6 separate regions of the Mus musculus genome follow, and all the other regions are linked to region 5. The links are chromatin contacts, called in public HiChIP or PLAC-seq and promoter capture Hi-C maps. All regions are on one chromosome and are shown on one strand. The core of a region is the stretch at or near the end of the contact, and the rest is flanking DNA. Distances in the headings are between cores, read along the strand shown. Region 1 holds the start of Lrch4 (leucine-rich repeats and calponin homology (CH) domain containing 4). Region 2 holds the start of Ift22 (intraflagellar transport 22). Region 3 holds the start of Agfg2 (ArfGAP with FG repeats 2). Region 4 has its middle 8.9 kb from the start of Mir702. Region 5 holds the start of Slc12a9 (solute carrier family 12 (potassium/chloride transporters), member 9). Region 6 holds the start of Irs3 (insulin receptor substrate 3).

Region 1 (4,448 bases), core at 1,911-4,410, 300 kb after region 5:
AAATGATGGAACTATGGCTCTCCCAGGAGCTTAAAAGGACTTAATCCTGTTAGACAACCAGTGCAAAAACGCGCAGCAGATCCATTCATTGACTCTGGCCAGCTGTTTCTCACCCACACCAGCTCCATCATCTGTGTTAACCAGGAGATGCAGCTCCTGCGCAGGGCATATGCTTAACATGTGCGTGGCTTTGGAGCCCAACCCTGCTTTCTTATGGTAACTAGCAAACAGCTACTTTGGGAACCTAAGAACCTAAGAAGGGATTTTAATGATGAAGAAGAATTCTGTTACATCCATAGTGTGTGTGTGTGTGTGTGTGTGTGTGTGTGTGTGTGTGTGTGTGCAGGCGCGCGCGTGTGCAAGTGCTATGTAGCACACAGGTGGAGGTCAGCTTGAGAGCAGTTTCTCTCTTCCTAACCTGTGGGTCCTGGGAATAGAACATTCCTTTACCCTCTGAGCATTTATTCAGTCCAATCTTGAAGTGTTACTTTTTGAGGCAGAATCTCACTATGTATCTCTGGCTATCCTAAAACTCAGTATATAGGGTTAGGGTTAGGGTTAGGGTTAGGGTTAGGGTTAGGGTTAGGCAGGGTTAGGCCGTGAGTTTGGCTGGCCCTGAACTCACAGATCCACCTGCTTCTGCCCCCTGATTACTGGGACTAAAGGAGTGCATTGCTACATCCAACTTTTTTTTTTTTTTAAATATTTACTTAGCCGGGCGTGGTGGCACACGCCTTTAATCCCAGCACTCGGGAGGCAGAGGCAGGCAGATTTCTGAGTTCGAGGCCAGCCTGGTCTACAAAGTGAGTTCCAGGACAGCCAGGGCTATACAAAGAAACCCTGTCTCAAAAACCAAAAAAAAAAAAAAAAAAGATTTACTTTGTGTGTGTGTGTTTCGTGCATGTATGAGTACCATATAAATGCCTGGATGCCATGGAACTGGGAGTTTCAGACGGCTGTGAACTGCCATGTGGCTGCTGTGAATACCATCTGGGTCCTCTGCAAGAGCAGCAAGTGCTCACAGCTTCTCAGATCTCTCTCCCCAGACTCCTTTTTAATTGTGTATGCCTGTGTGTACGGGTGGAGGGACGTGCCTGTGAGACCAATGCCTGTGGTGGCTAGAAGAGAACCCTGGGAGGCCAGGAGCAGGAGATCCAAGCTGTTGTGAGCCACTCTCTTGGGTGCTTAGAACAGAAGTAGACCAATATACATTATTGGCCAGCTAAACTCACTCTCCAGCCCCCAGTCTCTAATACTTTAGTGTCTAGGCATATCAGTATAGCAGGAATGACCAGAGATGAGAGAGCAACTTCAGTTACTGGTGGTCAGGCAACACGGAAAGCAGACGTGGTCTTCTGTCACTACACAAGATTTTAAGCTCTCTAATCGAGCCCTGCATGAGGGTGCACACCTATAATCCCAGCACTTGAGAGGTGGTAACAGTCAGGAGTTGTTCATGGTCACTCCTAGCTACATCACCAGTTAGAGGCCAGCTAGAACTATAGGAGACCTTGTCTCTGAAAGCCAGTCTCCCTCTTTTCCTTTAGGTCACCATGCCACCCACATTGAGAAAAAAAGACTGAAATTATGGGGCCATGTTAGCCACAGCTACAGCCACATTGGTAAGCTGTGGAGGCACCCAAGAGGGAAGGGGGATGCTTAGTGGCATGCCTCACCACAGGATTAACCTTGGAAGAGCCGAGGCGATTAAGGGTGTTGGGATGCCTGTTTTCTAATGACTAGAAGCCACACAGGGAGGTTCATTAAACGCTAACATTCTTCTAAAAGCAAATCTCAAAGGAAAAAAAAATATTCTTTTACTATTATCTCTCACATCTGGGACTCCTTCCTGTATCTCAAGAAGTTTTCTGGGGTTTTTTTGTTTGTTTGTTTGTTTGTTTGTTTGTTTTTGTTTTTAAAAAAGGTTAGTTTGGAGTTATGTAGTCCAGGCTTGCCTGGAATTGACCTCGAAGTCCCGATCCTTCTGCCTCCTCTTTTTAAGAACTGTCACGACAGGCTCATGCCACCACACCCAGCTTCAAATAAGAGGTTTCCAATAGACAAAGTCTGTTATGAAAGTATGTGTGGGGGAGTTCTACTGGAGGTCTGAGATTTGTCCAGCTTCCCTTTCCTCATTTATAAAAAACCCGAGGTCTTAGCCGGGCGGTGATGATGCACGCCTTTAGTCCCAGCATTCGGGAGACACAGGCAGGAGGAGCTCTTGAGTTCAAGGCCAGCCTGGTCTACAGAGCAAGTTTCAGAACAGCCAGGGCTACACGGAGAAATAAATCCTGTCTCGGAAAAGCAACAAACAAAAAACCCCCAAAGATCTTGTTCTAGAGGCCATGAGATCCTTCGTAGTCTCTAAAGTTTGGTCTGGCCATCACAAGTCTTCTCCAGGGGGACTTTGGCAGGTCTGACGACTTTCCCTCTCTGAACTGGAAACCCCCTCACCGGTCATCCCCAGCATTCCCATTAGGGACTCAAGACTGCGCAGGAGGAAATGGTCCCTTCTGTTGAGACAACAGCCTGAGTGCTGAGTGGGGCATCCCTCGCCCTTCCTCACTTCTCGGATGCTGGTTTGCTCCCCAGTAAGCACAGCTAGTACCCAACCCTAACCCTGCACTGTCAGGCCGCCCAGCGCGCGCCTTTTACGATCTTTACCTGCGTCTCAAAAATTCTAGCTCACCCACCTCCTTCTGTCTAGCGAATGGAGCACCTCCTAGCCCATGCTATTGGTAGGCAGAACCGTCCCTCAGAGAAGAGGCCGGGACAGGTTCCTTTTGTAGGTTCTAATTGGTCTTCTTCACAGTCACTCGCCTGAATCTAGATTGCAATTGGTCTTGGTTGAAAAAGCAGGTTTGTGGTCTCTGGGTCTCTAATACCCTAAAGTTGAGACCTGTAGTCCCCGCCTCCTGGGCGGGTCTCATTGGCTCCATCTCCAGCCTCGAGAGTTGTGATTGGATGTCGCTGCGCGGGGCGGGCCGACCAGGAACCGCGGCCGTTGGCGGGGTGCTCCTCTTCACCCCTCCCTTCCCTCAGTGTAATCTAGAATTGAGAGGCTCCACCCCCTGCCGTTTTCTGATTGGGCACTTCTAACGCGTCTCTGGTTCATGATTGGTCCGCGGAGTTCCTGACCCTCGCTTCCTCCCTTCAGTGGGGACTACGGCGGCTCCGAGGAGGGGGAAGGGCGAGAAGGGCCGGCCGGTGCCGTCAGTCAGGCAGGGGGAGCCGCCGAGAGCGGATGGCGGCAGCAGTAGCGGGCCCACTCGCCGCCGGGGGTGAGGAAGCTGCAGCTTCAGTGTCCTTGCCAGGGTCTCCTGGTCTACCTGGGAGCCGTAGCGCAGAACGAGCCCTAGAGGAGGCTGTGGCCACCGGGACCCTGAACTTGTCCAACCGGCGTTTGAAGCACTTCCCCCGGGGCGCGGCCCGCAGTTACGACTTGTCAGACATCACCCAGGCTGGTGAGTTGCGCTGGTGCCCAGAGAGCAGGGGACCCATACTGGACTGCGACCCTCATTTGCATAGCCCCGCCTCGCGTTCGATTGGGCCCACCCCTTCACCTGGCAGTCTTGAACGCTCGCCCCTTGGGATTGGCATTGAGCCCGCGACCTCCCCTCCCCTGTGTAAGAACCACTGGACAATGAGTTCGCTTCAAGAGTGCACAGAACACTTTTGGCCGAGCTCTAGGAGACTCTTCCCCTTTATTTGCATATTGCGCACCTGTAGCATGGTCCCGCCCCTCACCTGGTTGGCTTCTTCAACCCTAGATCTGATCAACCCTTAAAGCAAACTTCCATGTAGAATCTATCATTAATCGCTACATTTTCACCCTTTTAGTCGTTTCCAACGTCTTTCTCACCCGTCCACCACAATCCCAACAAGCCCCGTTATCTCTTTCCTAAAGGGTCGCTCCTAACAACCCGACGTTTCTGCTTGCTTTTCCGTAGTCTCCCCAAGTCCCAGCCCCTCTCCGCCGTCCACCCCAGCCTATCTATGTGAAAGAAGTGAATCTCTCGCCCTTAACTTTCCACCCATTATCCCCCTATCCCCTTTCTCTTCTTCCTGGTTTTATGAGGTCACTGTGGAGTTTGTGATCTCATAGGAACCCTACAATTCTGCTTTCCCCTTAGGGGAGAAACTTGAGGCAGCTTGCTGAAAGGAAGGACATTGTATCTCTTAGCTAGGAGTGCTGACCTCCTGGAGACTCTCCAGTCCCTGCCCTCAGGACCCCTCTAATCATGTCCACCCCACCCTGGTGTGTGTGTGTTTGGGATCCCACTAATCATGGACACTCTACCCTTGGGTCTGCTATGGCCAGGCACTGGGGACTGTACTATGACAGGTGAGTCAGGCTGCTTAGGAGGCAGCCTATGAACTTGGGCTGGCAGCTGAGGGCGGGGAATCACAACAGAGGGCTACATTCCGGGAGCCCCACCCCAGTCTGG
Region 2 (4,818 bases), core at 956-3,455, 430 kb before region 5:
GAAATCTACCCTGGCTCTGTGCACTGTATATATGCATGTGTGCAAACGTACATGTATATGTATCGTCATGGGCACACACATACACAAGCATATGTACACACGTACATGAACACACACAAACAGAAAGAAGGGGGAGAGGGAGGAAGCTGGGGTATTGGACAAAGCCTGTGGTCCAGCTTCCTTACTGCTATCAAGTTGGACACAGCCTCCTTCCATTGTTAGTTTCTTTTCTGTTCCTTAAAGTCAAACCACACACTTTATCTCCGAGTACTAGCTTAGGCACAGATGAAAACATGACTCTAGAGATTGTAGAGATTTCCTGTACAAGCATGAGGATTTGAGTTCTAATCCCTGGCACCCACATAAAAGCCTAGTGGCGGCACTGGAGGGGGAAGAGGCAAGGGGATGCCAGGGAGCTGGCAATCTAGCTGAAACAGTGAGCTCCAAGTTCAATAAGAGACTTAGGAGGAGGAGGAGGGAGAGGAGGGGAAGGAGGAGGAAGAGGAGGAGGAGAAGGGTAGAAATTGATAGGGAAATATACAAAGCCAACCTCTGTCCTCCACAGGATCACAGAGAGACACGCACATGCATATATGCACACTACTCTATAGGAATTTACCTGGTAAGGGGAAACACACTGTGTAGTTTCTCTCTCATCTGAAAAGGAAACTTGAGGTGCGAAAGGGCAAGCAGTCCCATCTCTGAATATATGCTGCCCAATGACCTGACACCAACTTCTCCTACAGCTCGGGCCGGGGACCTAAGTGTGTTTCATGCCGAAAGTCAGAGGCAGGAACACAAAGTTCCCTTCAAATTTTCCAGGTTGTTGTAAAGAAATAATTTTCCTGAGGGGGTCTCTTGTCTTTTGAAACTTTTAAATTTTTTTTCTTTTTTCTTTTTTATTTATTTATTTATTATATGTAAGTACACTATAGCTGTCTTCAGACACTCCAGAAGAGGGAGTCAGATCTTGTTACGGATGGTTGTGAGCCACCATGTGGTTGCTGGGATTTGAACTCTGGACCTTCGGAAAAGCAGTCGGGTGCTCTTACCCACTGAGCCATCTCACCAGCCCTAAATTTTTTTTTTCAATGCATGCGAAAGAATGTATGTAATACATTGCCACTCTGGAACAAGAGCAATAAAATTAACCACCCGCGATTAATATAATGGTGCTTAAAAGTATGAAAGCCGGGGCTGGGGAGATGGCTCGGAGTTTAAAGCACTGACTGCTCTCAGAGGAGCCCCGACTTTGGTTTCCAGCATCCATTTTGGGCAACTGAACTTCCATAACTCTAGCTCCAGGGCACTTCCTTCTGGCTTCCACAACCACCTGCACTTTTGTATACGTGTGTGTATGTGTGTGTGTGTGTGTGTGTCCACACGCGCGCGTAGGTTTTGATTTTTTTTTTTTTTTTTTTTTTTGTTTTTAATATGAAAAAACTCAGAGAATGACCGAAATGTCAAAAGAACACACACACTGGTTTGGAGAAGCTTCTCCGCCGCCAAGAACAATCTCAGCATCAAAATAAATAATGACAGGGCTGCAAAGTGACTCATCAGGTAACGGCCGGAACCACCAAGCCTGAAATGGTGGTGGGAGAAGAAAACTGAGTCCTATGGCTTGTCCTCTGATCTTCACATATGTATCATGGCGGACACACATACACGCAGATAGATGATGATTGATTGATAGATATAACCTTTTAAATTGAAAAAAAAGTTGGGAGTCGAGAGTGGTGACACATGCCTTCAATGGTATTAAAGTTGGGGGGGCAAAGGCAGGTGGATATCTTTGAGTTTGAGGCCAGCAGGTCTACATGCGAGTTGGACTGGGGATATGGTGTCAATGACAGAGCGCTTTCCTAGGATTGATGACCACCTGAGTTCAATCTCCAGCATCCACCGCGGAAATAAAAGAAAACCAAAATCACAGTACTGTTTTCCAGGCAAGTTTAGCAGCTCCCTTAATCTATGGAGCGTTCAGGAAGACCGGGAGAAATAAAGCAGGTTGGAGCCTGGCTCTTGTACCCCTTCCAGAACGCTCAGGTTGCAGTTAGCAGGACCAGCTTTGCCTTTTCTCTTTTGGTCCTCCTCAGCTTCCATCGTAGGCCACTTTTCCAGGCTCCCGGAACTGTCAGGGTTTCCTGGGCTACTGCGCAGCTGTTCCCGGTCGCCGTGGAAACTGACCAGCCAATCAGAGCATGCGGCCCAGACTGGCGGACGCGGCGGGGAGCTTAGCGCGCTTTGGTGGTGGGCTTCCGCGGGTTCGTGTTAACGGACAGCGATGCTGAAGGCTAAGATCCTCTTCGTGGGCCCCTGCGAGGTAACTCAGGGCTCGGGGGCTCCCTAGAACTGGGGTTGTTCTCAGGAGGTGCAACTTTGTACCAGCAACCCCACTGAGGGCGGCAGCTGGCGCTACCGTGACCAGGCCTTCATCCAGTTCACCCCTCCCAAGTAGTGGAGGAGAATATTGAGGTACCCAGGTCTCAAGGGCAGCGGAAATAAGGGGCGCCTCATGACTTCCCCTCCGAACCTTCCGTGCAAAAGGAATGTGTCCATGAGATTAGAAAACTAGATATTTTCAATATAGGGACTTGGAGCAAGTGGTTATTAATATGAGGAAGTCACTCTATATGTGATTCACCGAATTAAAGTTCAGATGGACCGAAACTAAACATGCAAATAAGTTAACTGTAGAAGGAAGCTGGGTGCAGTGTCCCATGCCTGTAATAATACCAGGACTCAGCAGGCAGTGGAGGAGTGATCACAAGTTTAAGGCCAGCCTGGGCTATGTATTGAGTTCTGGGACAGCCTGAGCTACAATGTGACATGTCTCCGATAACAAAATTAGATAGATAGATAGATAGATAGATAGATAGATAGATAGTAGAATTCGGGAATTACCTACATGGTTAAAGTTCAAATCCTTGGGTCCCAGCTCAGAAGGTTAGCTTAATAATGTGATCTTCATCTGAGGTTATTGGCTGATGGACCAAACATGAGAACCAATGTACATTCATAGGTGACTATATGGTGAAGATATGTTTTTAATCCTAAGTTAGGAGGCTGGGGTAGAGCTGGGTGATAGGATGTTTGCCTAGCATACAGGAATCCCGGGGTTCAATCCTCTTCATATAAAACATTCATGGTGGTACATGCCTCAGTTTCAGGGTTTGGAAGGTAGAGAGGCACGATGATTGACAGTTCAAGGCCACAGCCCGGGCTACAATAGCAAGTCTGAAGCCGGCCTGGGATACGTGAAACCTGTCAGAGAAAGAAGTTGCTAAGTATGCACAGAAGCAAAGGAGGATTGAGCCATGTGTGGCGCAGGCCTGACACCTCAGCATACAAGACACTCAGGGTTGCCACAAGTTTGAGACCAGTCTGGACCATATAGGAGTGTTGAGTCTAGCCTGGGGCAGAGAGGAGGAGAAGGCTTAAAAGAAAGGAGGGGCTGGAAAGACAGCTTGGTGACTAAGAACACATACTGCTCTCGCAGAGAGAGCTGAGTTCGGTTTCCAGAACCCACGCCAGCTGGCTCACAATTGCCTTTAGGTTCCAGTGCCAGGAGACCTGACACCTCTGGCCTCTGTGGGTACAGGCACTCAATATGCACAGACCCTCACACGGCCTGGACATAATGGTGCGTGCGTTTAATTCCAGCACCAAGAGGCAGAAACAGGTAAATCTGAGTTGAGGGTCAGCCTAATCAATGGGCCAGCCAGGGCTACATAGTGAAACCCTGTATATAATAGTAAATAAATAAATAAATAAATAAATATATATAATAAATATATAAAATAAAATGGAGAGCATGGTTGTGGTTTGGAGAAAGTTTGCAGACTGTTACAGATCTGCGGTTGGTGATATACACAACGCTTCATCATTTTCAAGCCTGAGGCAGGAAGCTTGGTTCCCAGCCTGAGCTACATAATAAGTCCTTACCTTAAAGCAAGCAGCTTGGAGAAGAGAGTATAATTGCAGAGAGCGCTGTGTCTTTGGTTACTTGGTGGTCTGGGCTTTTTCTGAAGCAGGATCTCATGGAGCTTCGAATGACCTTGACCTCCTGATCGTCCTGCCTCTTCTCAGCCTCTCCACCCCTTCCTCTCCTCTTCTGTCCCTTTTATCCCTCACCTCATCCCCTTCTCCCATCCTGTCGAGTTTTACCAGGGCCCACTCAGGTTTAAGAGATTGACTTCTGAGGAGAGAGGAGCTTTGTTGTATATTCAGGCATATACAGGATGGTGCAAATACACAGAGAAGATCATAGCTCTGAGGAGGGAATCGGTGGATGGGGGGATGGATGGGTGAGCGGGTGTTGGAGAAGATGGGTAAAAGGATGGATGGATGATGGGTGGGTGATGGTTAGATACGGTGGGTGGGTGGGTGGATGGGCATGAGTGGGTAGAGGGGGTAAGTGAGTGGTGGCATTGATGGACGGGTGGGTAGGTGTTTGAATTGGGCAGATGGCTGGGTAGATGGATGGGATTAGTGGGTGATTGGATGAATGGATGGGGGGACAGAGGGGGAGTGAGTGGGTGGTTGAATGGAAAGATGGATGGATGGGTAGAAACCAGGTTTGGGTAGAGGGCTCAGAAAGGCTGTCTTACTGTCCTTTTATAGGAAAGGTGATTACTAATGTAATATATAAGGAGAAGTGACCCAGCCGGCCAAGAGTCCAGAAACCTGGGTCTCAGCGTTAACCTTGATCCTCTTCATGGCCTCTTATCTGTAACAGACTGACTGGCTGAAGCTGTGCAGAGAAACAGAGGAGGTGGTGGGACACACACTCACCTGGGGTGCTGCTCCTGTTGT
Region 3 (4,526 bases), core at 1,333-3,832, 350 kb after region 5:
CTCGTTCTCCTGGCCTTTACCTGGGTTCTGTGAACCTGACCTCGGGTCCTCACGTTTTCATGACAAGTACTTTACCCACTGAGCCATCCTTTCAAGCTCATACACTGTCCTCTATACGGGCACGGGGTGTATATGGATGGTTTAGCCAAACAATCCAGGCCAGCCTCAGTCTCCCCGGGTGGTCACATACATGGTGGTCCGTGTCCAGCCACAGTGGTAGAAGGGAGGCTGAGAACACTGGTGGACTGGGGCTACAGCTCAGTCCAAGTGCACCCTTAGTGTTCATAAAGGCCTGGGTGGGACCCTGGCACCTCACAAGTCAGGCTAGTGCACACCTGTAATCCCTGCGCTCAGGAGGTGGAAACAAAAGTCATTCTTAGCTACACAGTCAAGGCTAGCTTAGACCACATGAGACCCTGTCTTAAACAACAACAACGATAAAACCATAGACATTTTAAGAAGAGGGTGACAATGTAGTAGAGACATAGTTCCACACGGTCTCCTAGGACACCGGGATCTTCATTTCTGGTCTCCCCACAATCCTAGCTCGTACTAAATGACAAACGCTGGGAACAGAATCCTCCATATGGCACTGGGTAAATTACTAAACCTCTTTCTACTTTTGATCTCCCATCTGTCGCAAAAGAACAATACTCCTTGGTTTTTTTTTTTTTTTTCAGGCTGGTATGCATATAAGAACAGGAGAGCTTTCCTTATTAAATAAATAAATAAATAAAATAGCAGTGTACTAAAATACTAGAAAACCAGACAAAAACGAGTCCCTAAGAAAACCAAAGATCTCGAACCCAATGTTAGTCAAATAATTCCTAAGGAGAAGGAGCTTACTAAATAACTAGAAATCTGGGGTGGTCTGGGCTGAGGGTAGCATTGTGGATTTTACAACCAAGCCTCTGCTCCCCAAATTTACAGTTTACCAGATGAGACTCGGCAGTACACTTAGGAAAGACCCCAAAGCATGCCTGTAACCCCAGCCATTACAGAGGTAGAGGCAGGAGGACTCTGAGTTCCAAAGCCACCCCTAGCTACATCATGAATTAAAAGTCACCGTGGACTGTATGAGACCCCGTCTCAAGACAAATTAAAAAAAAAAAAAATGGACTGGTGAGCTAGCTAGCTCAGCAAGTATGGGAGCTTACAGCCATGCCTGTTGACCTGAGTTTGATCCCCAGGCCCCACACGTAGTGGAAGGAAATTGCTGATTCCTACAAGTTATTCTCTGATAACCACACAAGCCATGGAACCTACATGTCCCTACAGTGCAAAGTAAAGAAATCAAATGCAACTTTAACGGGGGCAGAGGACGAAATGGGGAAAAGAAAAGAATATGCCATTCTGATCCTCATCTCTTCGGGAAAGCTAAGCTGTCCGCCAGGATAACCCTTTGGCTCTCTGCCCTTAGTATATTTCGTAAGTCATCTACCCTCTAGCTAGCATTCCAGAGCCTGAAAGATTAGGATCTGCACCTGATCCCTGGCTTCATACCTGCCACTCTAGGCTGTCAGCCTGGGCTAATGCGTGGAGCATTTTCCATTCCCTTCTAGGGTACTTTTGTCTTAGGCTCGACTTCCCTATTTCTTTCCCTTCTCCTTCCACCCCGTTCCCCTCCGCTCCCCTCCTGGTGGAGCGGCAAGGGTCTCATGGTTGGCCTTGAACTCCTGATCACCTCCCCCTCAGTGTTGGGATTACAGGCGTGTACCACACTACTCGGGTTTTATGCAGTGCTGTGGATGGAAACTCAGGGCGCCGAGCGTGCTAGGCAAGCACTCTACCAACTGAGATACAATGCAACCCCAGCTAAAGTTCCCTTTAAAGGTCTATGTCAATTTCTGGCCCTTTAAGTCCCTCCCCCACCCCACCCCAGTCCCTCCACACTTTCTCTCTCCCCACCTGCAATTCGCCTTCGCCTCCCCCAGGGAGTTTCTCCAATCCTCTCCTCGTGTCCTTCTACAGCCCCCACCCTCCCTCTGCAGCGCGACTCCACTCCCGTCTTCTGTCCCCCTGCGCTTTTTCCCTTTCCCCCACGACACACCTCTGCAGCAGGCGACCTTCCACCGCCACATCCAATGCCGGGGCTACCCCTCTGACCTCCTGGATCGCCCCGAGCTCCTGCAGACTCACTTCACCCGAACCAAACCCAGTTCCCCCCCCCCCCCCCGGATCCACTCACAGGAGGCCGGAGCAGGTGGTGCAGACGAAGCTGCCCACGGTGATGTCCACATACGTGACCCCGCGCTGGGCGCACTCGAAACAGTGGCGGTTCCCGGCCTGGCTGCAGCCGCCCAGCTCCCGCACTCGGCGGCACCACACCTCCGAAGCGGCTTCAGCCTCCGCTTTGCTCCCTCCGACCCCGCCACCCGGGCCCGGGCCCTTCTTAGCCGCCATCACCATCTCTCCTCCAGGTTCCTCTGCAAGTCAGCGGTCGCTCCCCTTTAACCGCTCGCTGCCTTTCCCGCCTCCGCCGCCTTCGCACGCCCGGCAACCCTGACACCAGCTCCTGCAGCCCCGACCACGACCGCGAGAGACTCTGCCGCCCCCTTCCTCGTCCTGTTCGGCACGCTGATTGGCTAGTCTCCCCCCACCTCCTTGCTTTAATTGGTTCGATTCGAGACGGCCTCCGGTTGCTGGAGCCTTCAGAACCACGCCCCACTGCCACCCGGCCTTCTGTCTTTTCCATTGGTTCACAAAGACCCCCACCTTGCAAGTACAATGCGTGCCCTCCTCCTTGTCCCCGCCCCCTCTCGCCACGGACTCCTATGCTGACTCTGATTGGTTGTTAAGGTTGCAAAATTAGCGTGCGAGAGAAAGGAGGTGTTCGGCGCGTGCGTAGTGCTCATCCTCCGGATTGATACTAATTCCCGCCAAATTTCAAAGGCTCGTTCCAGGCTGAGCCAGGAGACAAGAAAATCGGAAAGAAATTGCCCTAGGATGAGCTGGAGGAGAAAGGGAAAGACAGAGAAGGGGAGTGCTTTGTAAAAGATACTTTATTTATCCAAGTCATAGAAAGAGCCCCCACTTTAGAGTCAAGTTAAAAACCTGAGGTAGGATGCAGAAGGGATGAACGGCGTTTGCCACTAACCTTCATTCCCACTCCTGTAAGAAAACCGACTCCTATAAGCTAGCTGCCTTCTGATTTCCATGAGTACACACACACACACACACACACACACACACACAAATAAATAAATGCATGTAAAAAATATTCAAGAAAACATGTTGAAGTGGATCACAGAACTGGTTTGTGGCTCAGTCAGAATTTGAATCTGAGTCTTTTGATTTTAAAAGCTCTGCTCCGTGGCCAGGGATGTATCTCAGCTGGTAGAGTGCACTAAGCGCGAGGTTCAAGCCCCCAGCACTGCATACAACTCAGCGCGGTGGCACAGGCCAGTAATTCCAGCATTTGGGAAGTGGGGGTAGCAGTAGCGGTACTTCAGAGTCATCCTCGGTCACTGCCTGGAAAAGGAAAGGCTGAGAATAAGCAGGTTTAGGGATGCTGGCAACCATAAGTCAGGACTTTGGTTTCAGACATGCCAATGGGATGCGGGCAGATGAGAGATAGGTTTCTGAGTTATTGGTACCCAGGAGCCCATGGGCTAGATGAGGTTGCTTAATTGTTGTCATAGCTGCAAGTGTACTTCCCCCTGAGCTGTGGTGATGCCAAGTCCCCATGTACACATGCAAAGGAACCATTTTGCTTCATGTAAACCATGGCTGCATGCCTTGGATTCCAAGCAGGTGGATCGCTGTGAGTTTTAGGCCAGCCTGGTCTATGTAGTGAGTTCCAGGGGATTACACAGTGAAATCCTGTCCCCCACCCCACCCCCACCAAAAAAAAAGCCTCTTGTACATTTTCAGAGTTCAGCGTTCAGCATTTCCCTGTGCTGGCCATTTCTTGCACAGCTTCTCTTTAGCCAGTGGTTATTTCTTCACCCCTTAAAATGTTACCCACCACAAGTGAATAAATGGGCAGGAATTGGGGTGACCACTAGACTCTGATAGCTTCCAGTCTGTCTTTTGCTACAGGGTGTGGTCTGCAAGAGCAACCAGAGGGTGCGCTTCCTCCTCCTGTCTCTACTCCACCCAGGCCATATCAGAGAGTGACAACCCTATTTCCCCTCATAATCAGCAAGAGCACAGGCAGCCCGGGGACTCCCTCTTCTGCTATTGCTCCTGTGGCCTGGTGGGGAGGGCTTGGTGGCTTTCCTGGTAAGAAAAAGGCCCTTCGCCCTTGGGGAGTTAAGTCTACAGAACCCAAGCAATAGGGGGTGGGAGGTAGAAAGCAAACTTTTTTTTTTTTCAGCATGTTGCAGTGGGAGCTGAAGAGATGTCTCAGCAATTAGGAGCATTTGCTGCTCTTCCAAAGGATCCAAGCTTAGTTCCCAGTTCCCACGCTGGATGACTCACAATCATTATTACTCCAGCTCTAAGGGATCAATGACTTCTGTCTTCAGGACACTGGCATGCATGTGGCAACCGCCTCCCCCCATCAGAGCAACACACACACACAC
Region 4 (4,625 bases), core at 1,565-4,064, 330 kb before region 5:
TGGGTTGCTGGATGCACGGGGCTCTAAAATAGCTAAATGTGGCCAACCCTCTCCTGTCTCCAAGGCCATTTCTCACTGGGAAATGGGATACATTTATAGTCTCTGCTCTCTCGCTCGTTAAAACAGCTGAGTTGGATCCATCCCAAAACTGCCTTTTTGGTTTTCATCCTCATGGGGTCCTGGTTGTTGGGGCAACTTCCGTACAGAGGCCACAGGCCTCTTCTGCCTCTTTCCGGGTCTCAAGCCACATCTACTCACGCTACCATGTTGGTTCCAAATGCCTCTCTTCCGAGATTGCATTATGACCAGTGGTAAGGAAGATCAGGGCACTGATGTCACCGTGTCCCTCTTATCCCGGGGTGGGGGTGGGGGTGGGGAGCTCCTGAGCTTACCTCTATCTTGGTGGTGTCTAGCCTTTGCCCTTCCCACCTAGGTTTAGTTTCTTCTGACAAGGCTAGCGCTTCCTATCTCTTGTCCCACCCTGAGGGTGGCCAGGTGGCCGTTCTGGCTGTGGGAGGTCTCCTGGAGGCTTTGGCGGCAAAGCCTGGAACAGTGAGCTTGCGGCTCCGGAATCAGAAAGGATTCATTAAGTTATCACTGGAACACGGGTGAGGAGTGGGCGGGTGGCGGCAGGGGCGTATCCATCGGAGCTGCCCTGCATGAGAGGAATGTGAGCCTGTATCTTCAGGCCCCGTCAGCCACGTGCGTGTCTGTTCCTGTTCCTCCAGGGCCTCTCTCATGCCTGTCTTCTCCTTTGGAGAGAATGACCTCTTCCAGCAGTTTCCCAACCCGCTAGGCTCCTGGGTACGGAGGATACAGGAGGCACTTCAGACAATCTGACTGTGGCTCTGTCTCTCTTCCATGGTCGCCTGGGTCTCCTGATACCGTTCCGCGTGCCCATCCACACTGTTGGTGAGCCATGTACCTCTGTCTCATCATCTCCCAGCTGAGAGGACTGTTCCCTTAAAGCCCGACATCCTAGCTTTCTGGTTCACACGCCTGGCACTTGCTCGGAGCAGGCCCCGACCTCTGTCCAGGCAGATCCCCGGTTAGTGGGATGTCTCAGCAATCAGTCTTCTTCCCTCATGTTCCTTCCTCAGTGGGCGCCCCAATTCCAGTGCAGCGAAGCCCGAGGCCCAGCCAGGAACAGGTGGACCAGTTGCACGAGTTATATGTAGAGCATCTCACACAGCTGTTTGAAGAACACAAGATGCACTACAGGATCCCTGCTCATCAACACCTTGTCCTGATGTCCATGTCCCTGTGTCCTGGCCTTCCTGAAAAACTGCAGGGTGGGATTGGGGACATGATTAAAGGTGGGAGCAGACAAGAAGTGTGTTTTAGCCGGAAGTGGTGGCCCACGCCTTTAATCGCAGCACTTGGGAGGCAGAGGCAGGCGGATTTCTGAGTTGGAGGCCAGCCTGGTTTACAGAGTGAGTTCCAGGACAGCCAGGACTACACAGAGAAACCCTGTCTCGAAAAACCAAAAAAAAAAAAAAAAAAAAAAAAAAGTGTGTTTTTGTGTTTGGGGAGGGCGGGGAGAAAGAGATAAGCCACAGGGCACAGGGGCAGGGGGCCCCATTGTCCTCACTGATTCTAGTAGCCAGGACCACTCCCTGCAAACAGACAGCATTGCAAGCACTTGCCTGTGTGTCAGGGTCCTCCTGCCCTGCCTGGCCTGAATGTTAGAGATCAAAGTCTCAGGTCCCCACCATTGCCCGAGACTGTGGCCAGTGGGCAGGCTAGCCAGCTGCTTCCCTACCTTAATGCCTCAGTCACCAGGGAGGCGAGCACTGTCCCCTTTCTATAGTCTCTTTCCCTCTCTTTCTCAATTCCAAGATCCTCCCAGTAACTTACCCAGACTCATTGACCAAGGAAGTTCAAAGGTCAGTCCAAAAAGGAGCCTAGAAAGTTCTGGGTCTCCATGTCTAACATCCGATCACCTCAGAAGTGAGCTGCTGGGCTGGTGAGATGGCTCAGTGGGTAAGAGCACCCGACTGCTCTTCCGAAGGTCTGGAGTTCAAATCCCAGCAACCACATGGTGGCTCACAACCATCTGTAACAAGATCTGACGCCCTCTTCTGGAGTGTCTGGAGACAGCTACAGTGTACTTACATATAATAAATAAATTAATTAAAAAAAAAAAAAAAGAAGTGAGCTGCTCCCTGGGAGTTCACGTCCCCAAACCTTCGCCGTCTGTTTCCCGGGCCCTGGAGTCCTGGTGGCGCAATGGGAGCCATTAGGTTGGATGTTCCCATGCCCCCTCCCTTCTCTCTCATCAGAAAATACCTCAGAAGCAACAACTTAAAGTGATAGGCACCTACTGGTTAGTGCTCACTTTTCTCTTCATGGGTGAGACAGGAAAGGGGTGGGGGTGGGGCAGGCATGGGGGCCCAGAGACAAGGGGACTAGGAAAGGGGGATTAGAAGACATATGGCTGACCTATGACCCTTGTGGGTACCAGGCACCAGGAAAGGGCCTGAGGAGACCACAAGGCTCTTTGGCAGGGGTGGAGGGGAGGGAGCCGATTGTATTGACTGACTGCATGACAAAACCTACGTCTTTCCTTTTCAGCCATGCCCTTTCTTCACCCTTCACTAGAGATGATTCTTGTCTGTGTTTTGTGCATGCGCATGCAGTTTTGTTTTTGTTTTCAAATATGTGTGGGTACAGGTGTGTGTGTGCTCATGTGTGTTGCACATGTGCACACCTGTTGCTCTTGGAGACCTGAGGTTGAGCCCAGCACTTTTCCACCCTGAAACAGGGTGAAACAGGGCCTCTCAATCAAACCCAGAGCACTGAAACAGGGCCTCTCAATCAAACCCAGAGCACACTGATATGGCTGTTCTTGCTAGCTGGTTTGCCCTGGGATTCCTCTCTCCAGCTTCAGAGGCTAGAATTTCAGGAGGCGTCCATGCCCACTTGGCAGTTACCTGAGTTCTGGGGATCTGAGGTCCCCAGATTGCCTGGCAAACGCTTGCCCCCTGAGCCATCTGCCTGAGTCTGGAAGATGGAGTTTTCCCTGAGAACAACACTTCAGCCCTGCCCTCTCTCTGCATGCAGGCGGAAGGCGCTGAAGGGTGAGAACGTGGAGAATTTGTAGTTCCCTATCAAGGTAACCAGTTTAAACTCTTGAAAGACAGTCTTCTTTTTCTCTGCCACCTTCTCACCTTCCTCCATCCTGGAGCCTGCACTGGATGGGTCCCTGAGCTCAGACATGGGGTGACATGAAAGAGTGACCTCCTGAACCCTGGGACCCATCTTAGGACCTTGAACTTTGAACTTTGGTGAGGTAAAGACACATCTTTCCAGCAGTAATCTTGGATTCTTGGTTTTTAATTTAACTTTTTAGATGGCTCAGTGGTTAAGAGCACTGACTGCTCTTCAAAAGGTCCTGAGTTCAAATCCCAGCAACCACATGGTGGCTCACAACCATCCGTAAAGAAATCTGATGCCCTCTTCTGGGGTGTCTGAAGACAGCTACAGTGTACTTACATATAATAAATAAATAAATTGTTAAAAAAAATTTTTTTAGGGGCTGGAGAGATGGCTCAGTAGTTTTAAGAGCACTGACTGCTCTTCCAGAGGTCCTGAGTTCAATTCCCAGCAACCACATGGTGGCTCACAGCCATCTGTAACAGATCTGATGCCCTCTTCTGGTGTGTCTGAAGAGAGCAATGGTGTACTCAGGTACATACAATATATAAATAAATCTTTAAAAATTTTTTTTAATTTACACTTTATTTATTTGGGGTCTGGGGAGGGGCTTGTGCATGCTATAGAGTGCATGTAGCAGTCAGAGTCGATTTTCTCCTTCTGTCATGTGGGTCTCAGGGGTGGAGCTCGGGAGGTCGGGCTTGGCACCTTCTGTACAAGCTGAATAATCTTACCTGGCCTTCATCCTGCATTCTGTGCCTCTATCTCCTGACATCTTCCACACACCTCAAAGCTACTGAAAACCGAAGAGCTACCTGCAGACGGGAGCTACATGCTCCGGGCCCACCCCCACGAGATCATGAGCACAGGAATCTTTTGTAATTTTCCAGTGACAGCAAGGCCTTCTCCCAGCTCTTTCCCAGGCTTGGGCCTCCGGTAGCCATGTTGGCTGGACTCTGCTATCTTCCTCTCTATGGGGAATACCTCATGTTCAGTGGTGAGCCTTGTGTGGCACAACCTAGAGCCATCTGAGAAGGGAATCTCAATCGGGGGATTTCCCAGATCAGATTGGCCTGTGGTTTTGTGGAAGATTGTCTTGATTGTTAACTGATGTAGGAAGACCCAGCTCACTGTGGGCGGCATCATTCCCTGGGCCTGTATAGGAAAGCTAGCTAAGCATGTGTCTACAAGTGAGCCTGTAAGGAGCATTCCCCTGGGGTTTCTGCTTCAAATTCCTGCTTTAGTTCCTTCACTGACTTCCTACTGTGATGGACCAAAGCCCACAAACTGAAACAAATCCTTCCCTCCTCTAAGTTGCTTTTAATCAGAGTAAACACAGAGATGAAAACCGAAGATGAAAGTTAGGAGTACCCATTGGTCATAGGGCACCCCCTCCATAATTAACAAGATCCTTCTACAGAAGACTCCCCCCTGGGGAAGAAAGTTGGCACTAGCATTGGTTCCACTCA
Region 5 (4,796 bases), core at 2,231-4,730:
TGAGACACCCAGCCTCGCAGACCAAACAACTCCTGGATTCTTAGACCTTCCACTCATAGGCAGCCATTGTTGGACTATCTGAAGCACAGCCTGTAAGTCATTCTAATTAAATCCCCATACATGCATGCATGCGTGCGTGCGTGTGTGTGCGCGTGTGTGTGTGTACATATGTACACATGCCTCCAAAGGCATGCACCACCATGCCCAGCTTAGGAGTTATTTCTTACTTTTCTTTAACAAACCAGTGCTCAAAAACATAAGCAAGACAGCTCAGTGGGTAAACCTCGTTTGTTCACCCCAAAACCTCAGTCCCCCAAAACAGCATAAAGGAGAAAACTGACTGCACAAGATTATCCCATGACCTCCACACTCAACCACAATACAGTGCACAATAAGCATTGTACACACAGCAATAAAAAAATAATGTCTATTTACAAATAAATAAACAAAGGAAAAGTGATAAGGGAAGATAGCCAACATTGACCTTTGGCCTCTACCGAGGCATACTCAACCAGGCTCACCTACACATGCACATACACACAACACACATGTACACTCCATATACTGCCCCCCCCCAAAAAAAAACAGAAAGAAAAGAAAACACATCTAAACAAGAACCTAACGTTTGAAGCAAGCTTAAAATTTTGTGTTGGGAGCATTCATTGCTATCCTTGGCCACATGTGGCCAGAGCACTACAGGTTGGACATGCCTGGGGACAGTAAGTTCCCTGGGGGCAGAGACAAGCACTGGGTTGCCCATGTGCATCTTGGGAGACATGACTCCACAATCCCAGATTCTGAGAAGCCCAGCACCCCCCACCAGCTTGGGGAGAGCACAGACCAGCCCCGAAGACGTCCAGTATAGACTCCACCAGTCCCAGCAGGGATACGGCACAGCCACAGACGTTAGCCAGGTAGAACATGAGGCCAATGCTGCCACCAACCTCCGGCCCCAGAGTCCTGCTGATCATGACTAAAAGTGGAAGCAGGAGATTGAGCGTTAAGGGAAAAGAAACTGAAATAGAGGAAGGGGCCCTAAGCCAACCTCCCAGCTGCCTCACATCCAGGTTTCCTGTAAGCATCAGCTCAGCTGCCAGCAATGCTGTGCCTATGTCCTAATCTCTGCATAAATCCTAAGAATGCACAGCTTTCCCCATTTCCCCGCTAGGATACATGAGCCCATTTGTCAGGCAAGCCCTCTACCCTGAGCGCCTCCCTTGCTCTCTTTTTACTCTTTATTTTGTTTGTTTTTTAATTTTTAAAAAAAAAAAAAAGAATTCATTTCATGTACATTGGTGTTTTGCTTGCATGTGTGTCTGTGTGAGGGTGACCGGAGCATCTGGAACTGGAGTTATAGACAGTTGTGAGCTGCCACATGGGTGCTGGGAATCAAACCCGGGCCCTCTGGAAGAGCAGCCAGTACACTTAACCCCTGACCCATCTCTCCAGCCACCACTTTGTGTGTTTTTGATACAAGGTCTCAAGTAGCCCTGGTGGCTTCCAACTCACTATGGGTTGGATGACCCAGAACTCCTCAGCATTAGAGGCATGGTTCATCATGTCCCTCTCTTTATTTTTTTATTTTGCCCAGGCTGGTCTCAAATTCATTCTGTAACCCAGGGTACTCTTGGGATTTTCATCCTCCTGCCTCCATCTCCCAGGTACCCAGGGTGAGAGGCCTGCATTTCCATGCCTGGTATCACTTTCCTCATCTGTACAATGACTATCAGTGAGCAATTTTTTGTGGTTGTTGTTGTTAGAGGGGGAGAAGGACTGGGGATCGAACCCATGCATGCTAGGCAAGCACTCTACCCCTGAGCTACATACACACTCTGTGCTTAAAAAACGCTAACTGCTAACAGTGTTAGGAGACCAGGCATGAAGATAAGAGTGCTGGTCACCTTTACTGGCTATATTCATTAACATTTGGCCTATTTTCAGACAGAAGATATTGGCCCCTTTCCCCTCCTGAACCTTGGAGGACAGAAATACCCAGACCCCAGTCCATCTAGGTTGGAGGATACAGTAGGCTCCGCCCCCTCTCACAGCTCCATTGGTGGCAATGGCACACACTGAGAGGACTGTTAGTGCCAGAATGATGTAGGCAACCAGTAGCATCGCCAAGGCCTGCAACAGCCCAGCGTGGCCCACCACGAACCCTGCACAGGGGGAGAAAAGCAGGTCACAAGGGATGCTTATATACCTCTCCCCCTTCCCCCCATCCCACTGGCCAGCACAGTCCCACAGCAGAGCCACACACAAGGCCTCAAGGGGCCTTACCCTCCATCTGACCACATGTACTAGGGTCCATCCCTAGCCTTAGCCCCTTCCCAATAATTCCCTCCTCTACTCACCAATCCTCAGAAACACGACTATGCTAAACATGGACAGAACCGTGGGCACCACCACACCCAGGAAGGTGGAGAGCTTGCGGGATGATGGCACTCCAGATACTCCAGCTCCATTGGGAGGGAAGGCAGCCCCCTCTTCCCCCAGAAGCCGGTAGGCCAAAAGAGGGGAGCTCTCGCTGGCCATTGCTGAACGCCAGCAGAGGAAGCCACAAAAGGGCTAGGAGACCTGTAAAAAGAGGTTTTAGTGGCTGGATAGCAATACCACAGACCCTCTCTCCCTAAACAAAACCCTAATTAAACACTCAGTTTCCTCAAAAGGAGAGTTGCAAAGGATACACACACACACACACACACACACACACACACACAGGGCACAGAAACTCAAAACTGTCCCAGCAACTTCCCCACTCTCGGACCCTGGTGTTTAAATAATCAGGGTCCCTTTCAGTTCTTAGGGACCGTGTCATCCTCCGTGCCTCTGAAACTAGGGGTAGCAGTGAGTCTGCGAAAGGGACACAGATCCCCTTGTCAAATAGGTCTCGCCTTAATTGGCAACAAGAGGGGAAGAAGATCTCCTCAAAGGGAAGTTAGCTATTACCAGTAAACACCTCCTCCCAAGTCCTATGCTGCTCCTGTCGAGTACCCTCAATACAGCACCTCACACATGGGCAATAAGAAACTTTCAAAGCTCTCAAAGCTCCACCTTGTATCACCCCTGTCCCTCAACCCATCTCAATCCTGACCAGATTTTTCTAATCTCTACAATGAGCCCTCCAAACTCTATCAATCCAAACAGAGCCATCAATTGTCCAAACACAAATGCAGGCAGCCTAGCATCAGCCACACAGGATCCCCAGGGTCCTCCTCCCCCACCCACCCGCTCTTGTCCACTTGCTTCAGTAACTGGATGCCTGGGGGGGGGCGGGGGGGACAGGCATCTGGCTCCAGCCGGCCAAGTGCACCCTGCATCTGGGTGCCGCAGGGTGCTCACTCACCACCTAGGAATGAAGCTGCTCCGGTGTGATCCCAGCGCGCCTGTGGGGCTCCGCTATAAACCGAGGGGGCGAGGGAGCCGGAAAAAGCAAGCGGGCTACCGGGATGTCAGGCCCGGAGCCTGCCCTCCCCAGCAAGGCGTCCCATTGGTCCCGATTCAAGCCCCGCCTCAAAGGTGTGGTCTACACTCAAGCCCCGCCCACACTCTCGTACGCTGCCTTGCAAGCCAAACCGTTCCACGTGCGTCTCGGGTGTCTTTTGCAAGGTAGTGGGTCACGATCCTCAGAGCCCCCCGTTGCCAGGATGCTAGCAGATGCCCATGGTGAGGGTCTGACTGCACTCCGAGCTCCAGGACGCCCCCAGGAATATCTGAAAGGGGCGCGTGGCGACTGCGGAAAAGTGGAGTGGGCGGAACCGCGGCACCTGACTCAGGTACACACCTGGGAACTGAGAGCGACGTCGGTCGGCGCCTGCCGGAGTCGTACTATTTCAGCTTCTCGGGAGACCCAGAGTGCCTCGGGCTTCCAGCCTGGTCCCTTTCACATTCAGAGGAGACCCCCTCCTCGTCCAGTTTCAGCTCGCAGGCTGCGCTCTTCTCTTCGGCCACGGGAGGGAGCCGTGATCCTCCATCCCGACTCAGGTCCGGGTAAATAAGCAGGTAACCCTGCTTGCTTTTGTGCCTAAGATCCTGTAACTGTGAGCTGGGCAGTGGTGGCGCATGCCTTTAATCCCAGCACTTGGGAGGCAGAAGCAGGCGGATTTCTGAGTTCAAGGCCAGCCTGGTCTACAGAGTGCGTTCCAGGACAGCCAGGGCTACAGAGAAACCCTGTCTCGAAAAAAGAAAAAAAAAATCCTTTATCTGTGACCCCAAAACTCCAACTTCAACCCTTACAGGTCTTACCAACGACGCTTCCTCATCTATAAAACGGGACTTAAAAAAGACATCCCTTCAAGGAGAGCAGTTGAGAGATGAACTAACCGTGTATACTCGCAGGGGGCATGGGTGGGGGCGCTCTTTATGTAGACCGGGCTAGCCCCATTTCAATACATAGCTGAAGAAGACTTCGTGTTTCTGATCCTCCTGCCTATACCTCCCATGTGTTGGGATTACAGATAAGTAACAGCACAGCCTGATGCAAATATTTATTTTCCTAAAAGAGCACTGCCCCCACCCACCCCGAGATTAAACACAGAGCCTCAAGCACACTAAGTGATGCTATAGTACATACGAAGCCTTAACATATTGACTCTTTAGTCCAATACATACATATTCATTTTTCCCCTCACACGGTATTGTATTAAATATGCATAACCATTCTGTGAGTGCACGTTCTACTACTGTGGTTGTATTAGATTAGGGAACTGAAGATGGGAAGCTTTTTTTCTTTAGATTTTTTTTTTAAATGTGAGTATTTTGTCTCATGTATGTATGTGTACCACGTGCGTGCCTAG
Region 6 (4,637 bases), core at 47-2,546, 310 kb after region 5:
CATCAGGAGCCTGCAGCCAGAGCTCACCAGGACCAATGGGCGCTGAGCGCCCGAGTTCCAGGAAGAAAAAAGAGTCTGCGTGGCCACAGCGGCGCACACTGAGCAAGGACAAGCGCAGGACTGGTGGTGGCGTTGCCCGGCTGTCTCTGGAACCTTTGCTTCCAGGCTTTCGCAGGAGGCTCAGGGCCCCAGAACCCAGGCACAGGCGATAGCTGCCGCTGCTCAGGCCTTGTGCTCTCCCCAGCCCCTTGGACCGCAGTGTCACAGGCCAGACGTCCTGGAATGGGGCGAAGATCCAAGACTCAGGGGCCTCTTGGGGACTGAAACCTGGAGAGAATTGGCAAGTCACCGGGAGGCAGGGGTTGGGGTCACCGGGTCCCAGGTGACCAAGACGTTTTATACGTCTTTTTTTTTTTTTTTTTTTTAGCTTAAGATTTGAACCTCAGGCCGGGCGTGGTGGCGCACACCTTTAATTCCAGCACTTGGGAGGCGAATTTCTGAGTTCGAGGCCAGCCTGGTCTACAGAGTGAGTTCCAGGACAGCCAGGGCTACACAGAGAAACCCTGTCTCGAAAATAAAAAAGATTTAAACCTCAGTTGATCTGAGGGAAATGGGTTCAAGATAAACTAAGTCGGCAACCCCCTGACCTCCCCGTCGCTCACCCAAGGCTCACCCATAGCAGTAGCAGCAGCGGCTGCGGCGGTGGCGCGCACCTCGAGCAGGGCGCTGTACCATGCTTGCTGCTCTGCTTCGCTGGCCGCCGCCACGCCCAGGCTGCTGTCGCTGGTATAGATGACGATCAGGTGGCGCTGACGGGCATCCGCGCGCTTGCTAATAGTGCAGGCACCCTCCAGGCTAACGGTACGCCGGGGTCTAGGTGGGCGGCAGCCGCTGGCCAAGAACTTCTTCTCGCTCTCGTAGCACTCCAGGCGTGGTGGGTCAGCGCGCAGCACGAAAAAGCGGCGGCGCTGGGACTTCTGCTTCCTCAGATGGCCACAGAGCCGCACGTCGGGCAGGCAGGGCCAAGGAAACGGTGAGCCGAGGGACACGTCGGTGCACTCGCCCCCGGAGGAGACTGTGGGGCCCGTACCTGCAGGCTTCATTTCCAGCCAAAGACAGTAAACTGTCCCCAGAAGGACTGATTTGAATGGGTCTGGCCCCCTGAGCTACCACCCGCTTGGAACAAGTAGCCCTGGGAAACTGCAGCCGGCCTAGCTGCCCTGCATCTCTCCACGCCCTCTCCTGACTTGGAGTGAACAAGGAGCCTGTACACAGGAGTGCGTGTGTCCCAGTGGCCAGTGACACCAGGACTCCTAGGTCTAAGGGAGGCTGACCTAGCTGGGTCAGCCTCCTTGTTGGAATCTCCACCCCTTCAAGTTAACCCTCCCACGCCCGAGTGCAGGAATTTGAGTTTAGGATTCATAGGCTAGAGTAGGAGCCCTGCACCGCTGGGACCAAACTTTCACAGGGGCGGGGAGTGAGGGGGGGCATCTCTACCAATCAGCTGACTGGATGTGGGGGTGGAGGAGTACCGCCAGAGGCAGCCCGGGGCAATCTCGAAAGCCAGAAAGCCAGGGTGCAGAAGAAGCGGCTGTGGTTAGCAGTGATGGCACTAGTAATTAGAAGAGTGGCCTGGCCTAGCGGGCCATCCTGATAGCGGCAGTTCTCCAGGGAGGAGCCTCCGAACTGAGCCTCTAGTTGTATAGGTCCTCAGTGTTCTTTCCTTTCCTACCCAGAGATGATCTTTGTGTCTTTGCTTCTGAGCTATCTGAGTTTGGGTTGATGGATACCCCAGGATAGGAAAACCAAACTAGATTGGTCTCTGGTAACCAACCGCACCCCCACCCTCTCCAGATTCCCACGCATGCAAATGTCCACTGAAGGATGTGTGAAAGAGGACTTAGTCTCTCAGAGACACCTTCCTCAAAGTGCCCCTGACCACCAGCCAAATGCCAACTTGAACCTGATGGTGGCTGTGGTCACAGGAGCTGGGATCCTGTGGCAGACGTCCTGGTGAGCCCGTGTATCCTGAGAGGTTTGGGTGGGGCTGGAGATCATAGGCCACAAATGCACATGCTTATTGGAGGCTGGAAGACAACCTCTCGTATTCCTCAAGAGCGATCCCTCTTGTTTTTGAGACAGGCTCACTAGAACTTGTCTAGTAGGTTCGATTTGCAGGCCTGGAAGGCCTCAGGCCTATCATATGTCTGACTCCACTTCCCCTGCCTGAGGTTACAGTGCATGCTACCACACCCAGCTTGGAAAATAGTACGTGTGTTGTACAGGCTGTCCCCTGCATGTGGTCAGAGGTCAGCTTTTGGAAGTGGGTCCTCACCTTCTACCTTTTTTTGTTTGTTTGTTTTTGTTTTTTCGAGACAGGGTTTCTCTGTATCGCCCTGGCTGTCCTGGAACTCACTTTGTAGACCAGGCTGGCCTCGAACTCAGAAATCCGCCTGCCTCTGCCCCCCAAGTGCTGGGATCAAAGGCGTGCACCACCATGCCCGGCTAGCCTTCCACCTTTTTGAAGCAGGGACTCTCTCTGCTGCCGCACTGTGTACCCCAGGCATTTAAAGATAGTAGTGGCCATTATTTTTTTAGGCAGGGTTTCTCTGTAGCTCTGGCTGTCCTGGGACTCAGAGAGCTGCCTGCCTCTGCCTTCCGAGTCGTGTCCTGTTGTAGTCTTCTAGCTTGCTCTAGAAGTGCTGGGGTTGTGATGGACTGGGATTCTACTTTCCATGTGGGTTCTGATGATCAAATTGGGGCCATTGGATCTGCACAGCAAGCACGTTTCTAATTAGACTACGTCCCCAGCCCCTTGGATATTTTGTTTCTCTACATTAGGGTCACATGGGGGTGGGGAGTGGTGTGACACATTCTGACAAAGCTTAGTTGACAAGTCATGGTACCTTAGCAGACCTGCCAATGCCCTAATGTCGTGGCCAGCAAAATCCATGTGGGGAAAGATAACGGTATACAGAGAAGAAAAGGCCAAGCCCTGAGACCCTGGTAGGGGACTTGGGGGAGGGGCTCCCTTAGGTAAGGGACCCATGTAACAGGTAAACAGAACCAAGACAACCTGGGTCGGTCGTCTTCTCAGCATAGTTCAGGGGCAGCCCAAGCAGCAGAGGTCTATGACCCATTTGTGATCCTGAATCCTAGAGAAATCACTGCAGTATGAAGCTGGGTTGGAATCCGTCCCCGCCCCAGTCAGGTTTCTTTGTGAAGTCCTGGCTGTCCTGGAACCCCCTTTAGAGGCACTCAGAGATCTGACTACCCCTGCCTCCCAAGGGAGTGCTGGTCTTAAAGGTATGCACCACCATTGCCTGTCTGGTTATAAACTGCACATCTTTGAGCCCCCTTTCAAATGCTACACGGAAAGCAGACACCCACTACCAACAGACATCATAGGTATGGGCCTTTCGTGCCAGAGGCCTGCCCCAGGTGCCTCCCAACCGTGCAGAGCCCCACCCAGAGCTGAAAGAAATATTCAACGTTCAGTCGGCAAATCCTGGAAGATGGCCCCGTAGATAATGTACTCATGCAAGTTTGAGACTTGAGCTGGGTAGTCAGGTTACACAGCTGGACATGGCCATGTGCAGCCATAAACCCAGGGCTCTCCCAGTGAGAGGGGAGCGGAGACAGGATGGTTTCCAGACACTCTCTAGCCTGCTAGCCTGGAGTATGCAATGGCGAGCAAGACTCCATCTCAAAGGAAACTGAGCTTCACTCCCTCAGGATTGAGTTGAAGCATCCAGGAAGGGTCTTTTCCTATCTTCTTCCTGCCTCCCTGACCCTGGTTATCTTGCAAACATCTGTCCTTGTGAAATCACATCTGCTGTCACAGAGGCTGCTCCAAATGTTCTGTGTCACTCAGCCCTGGAGTGCTGGGTAAAAGATAAAGCAGGAAGCAGCAGCCACCCAAGGACCTGGGGTGTGGACTAAGAGAGAGCATAGCAGTGTGCAGTAGTGTACAGAGAGGTGAGCAGTGTCTGGTGACGTGATACGCTGGGTACCAGAAGCCTGGCTTACCTCAGTTGCCATAGCAACAACTCTACCTAAGCACATATTTTATAGTCTTCTGAAACCTCAGCAACTCAGGAAGTAGCATATCTGGGGCTCTGCTAGGTTGGGGGCATACCACATCTCTATGGAAGACTCTTGTTAGCAGGAGTAGGAATCCAGAGGAGAACCTTTGAGATGGCTTGTGATTCTTCTCTGGGTGTGTGTGGGTGGGTGGGTGAGGGGGACAACTAAGCTACGTAATGAGGCTTGGTACTAACAGAAACTGCCCATGGGCGATTGGCTGACAGACAGACCCGAGCCAGGGTAGCTGTCACCTGCATAGCGTAGCTAGAGCATTGGCCAGGGTCGGTGTAGAGAGAAGGACATGGCCAGACGTGTATAAGTCAAGTTCCAGGCCCCCCCACCCCCGAGGTGTGTATGTGCAAGTATGTGCATCTGTCCAGACTTACAGCCGTCAGGTGAGGCTGTGCAAAGAGGACAAACAAGCCCACTTGGTTCCTTTTTTCTATACACTGGGGATGTTTCTGTTGTTTTTGCCACTGGTCTGGAGAGGTTAGACGGAGGAAGGTTGCTGAGCCCTTCTCTGCCAGGGACAGTGGCTTCAGCCCCAGCCT

The links. Promoter capture Hi-C pulls out the DNA fragments that hold promoters and counts their contacts. HiChIP or PLAC-seq counts read pairs in DNA pulled down with a chosen protein or histone mark. Capture Hi-C pulls out chosen DNA fragments and counts their contacts.
Region 1: a contact with region 5 is called in a promoter capture Hi-C map of liver. The contact joins the promoter of Lrch4 here to the promoter of Slc12a9 in region 5. A contact is called at or near these places in 15 of 39 promoter capture datasets (the 3T3-L1 cell line, 3T3-L1-derived adipocytes, the C10 cell line and 10 more), 1 of 484 Hi-C or Micro-C datasets (embryonic stem cells), 7 of 115 datasets of contacts at active chromatin or transcription factors (bone marrow-derived macrophages, embryonic stem cells, large pre-B cells and 3 more) and 1 of 9 other capture datasets (liver).
Region 2: a contact with region 5 is called in a promoter capture Hi-C map of hematopoietic stem and progenitor cells, with 2.2 times the contacts expected there. The contact joins the promoter of Ift22 here to the promoter of Slc12a9 in region 5. A contact is called at or near these places in 2 of 39 promoter capture datasets (hematopoietic stem and progenitor cells and neutrophils), 3 of 484 Hi-C or Micro-C datasets (CD4 T cells, CD8 T cells and LSK cells), 4 of 115 datasets of contacts at active chromatin or transcription factors (bone marrow-derived macrophages, embryonic forebrain, embryonic stem cells and 1 more) and 1 of 9 other capture datasets (liver).
Region 3: a FOXA1 HiChIP or PLAC-seq map of pancreatic cancer cells shows a contact between it and region 5. The contact joins the promoter of Agfg2 here to the promoter of Slc12a9 in region 5. A contact is called at or near these places in 2 of 484 Hi-C or Micro-C datasets (liver and nephron progenitors) and 1 of 115 datasets of contacts at active chromatin or transcription factors (pancreatic cancer cells).
Region 4: an H3K27ac HiChIP or PLAC-seq map of extraembryonic endoderm stem cells shows a contact between it and region 5. The contact joins the enhancer-like site here to the promoter of Slc12a9 in region 5. A contact is called at or near these places in 3 of 39 promoter capture datasets (the C10 cell line, embryonic stem cells and hematopoietic stem and progenitor cells), 8 of 115 datasets of contacts at active chromatin or transcription factors (bone marrow-derived macrophages, craniofacial prominence, embryonic midbrain and 3 more) and 3 of 9 other capture datasets (adipose tissue, embryonic stem cells and pancreatic islet).
Region 6: a promoter capture Hi-C map of embryonic stem cells shows a contact between it and region 5. The contact joins the promoter of Irs3 here to the promoter of Slc12a9 in region 5. A contact is called at or near these places in 16 of 39 promoter capture datasets (the 3T3-L1 cell line, 3T3-L1-derived adipocytes, the C10 cell line and 11 more), 8 of 484 Hi-C or Micro-C datasets (B cells, brown adipocytes, cortical neurons and 4 more), 11 of 115 datasets of contacts at active chromatin or transcription factors (the 230-238 cell line, the SCID.adh cell line, bone marrow-derived macrophages and 7 more) and 3 of 9 other capture datasets (adipose tissue, embryonic stem cells and liver).

What each region holds. Positions count from the first base shown.
Region 1 is chr5:137,625,963-137,630,410 of GRCm38.p6, forward strand. It overlaps Lrch4 (leucine-rich repeats and calponin homology (CH) domain containing 4), which reads left to right and starts at 3,161. Exons shown (of 18, transcript NM_146164.2): 1 at 3,161-3,464. The coding sequence starts at 3,245. It overlaps Gm20605 (predicted gene 20605), which reads left to right and starts at 3,161. Exons shown (of 22, transcript NR_033148.1): 1 at 3,161-3,464.
Region 2 is chr5:136,905,945-136,910,762 of GRCm38.p6, forward strand. Ift22 (intraflagellar transport 22) reads left to right here and starts at 2,206. Exons shown (of 5, transcript NM_026073.3): 1 at 2,206-2,326. The coding sequence starts at 2,288.
Region 3 is chr5:137,682,171-137,686,696 of GRCm38.p6, forward strand. It overlaps Agfg2 (ArfGAP with FG repeats 2), which reads right to left and starts at 2,583. Exons shown (of 12, transcript NM_178162.3): 1 at 2,189-2,583. The coding sequence starts at 2,409. It overlaps Gm15498 (a long non-coding RNA gene), which reads right to left. Exons shown (of 2, transcript XR_003956003.1): 2 at 3,215-3,471.
Region 4 is chr5:136,998,052-137,002,676 of GRCm38.p6, forward strand. It overlaps the pseudogene Gm7284 and the pseudogene Gm26989. Among named protein-coding and RNA genes, the nearest start is that of Mir702, 8.9 kb to the left of the region's middle. Within about 2 kb of position 2,815, at least 14 of the 459 cell types and tissues checked have an H3K27ac peak or open chromatin away from gene starts, as enhancers often do. A contact at or near this core is called in embryonic stem cells and extraembryonic endoderm stem cells, where this site is marked.
Region 5 is chr5:137,330,102-137,334,897 of GRCm38.p6, forward strand. It overlaps Slc12a9 (solute carrier family 12 (potassium/chloride transporters), member 9), which reads right to left and starts at 3,481. Exons shown (of 14, transcript NM_031406.3): 1 at 3,347-3,481; 2 at 2,355-2,577; 3 at 2,025-2,159; 4 at 842-973. The coding sequence starts at 2,535.
Region 6 is chr5:137,644,418-137,649,054 of GRCm38.p6, forward strand. Irs3 (insulin receptor substrate 3) reads right to left here and starts at 1,297. Exons shown (of 2, transcript NM_010571.3): 1 at 674-1,297; 2 at 1-327. The coding sequence starts at 1,103.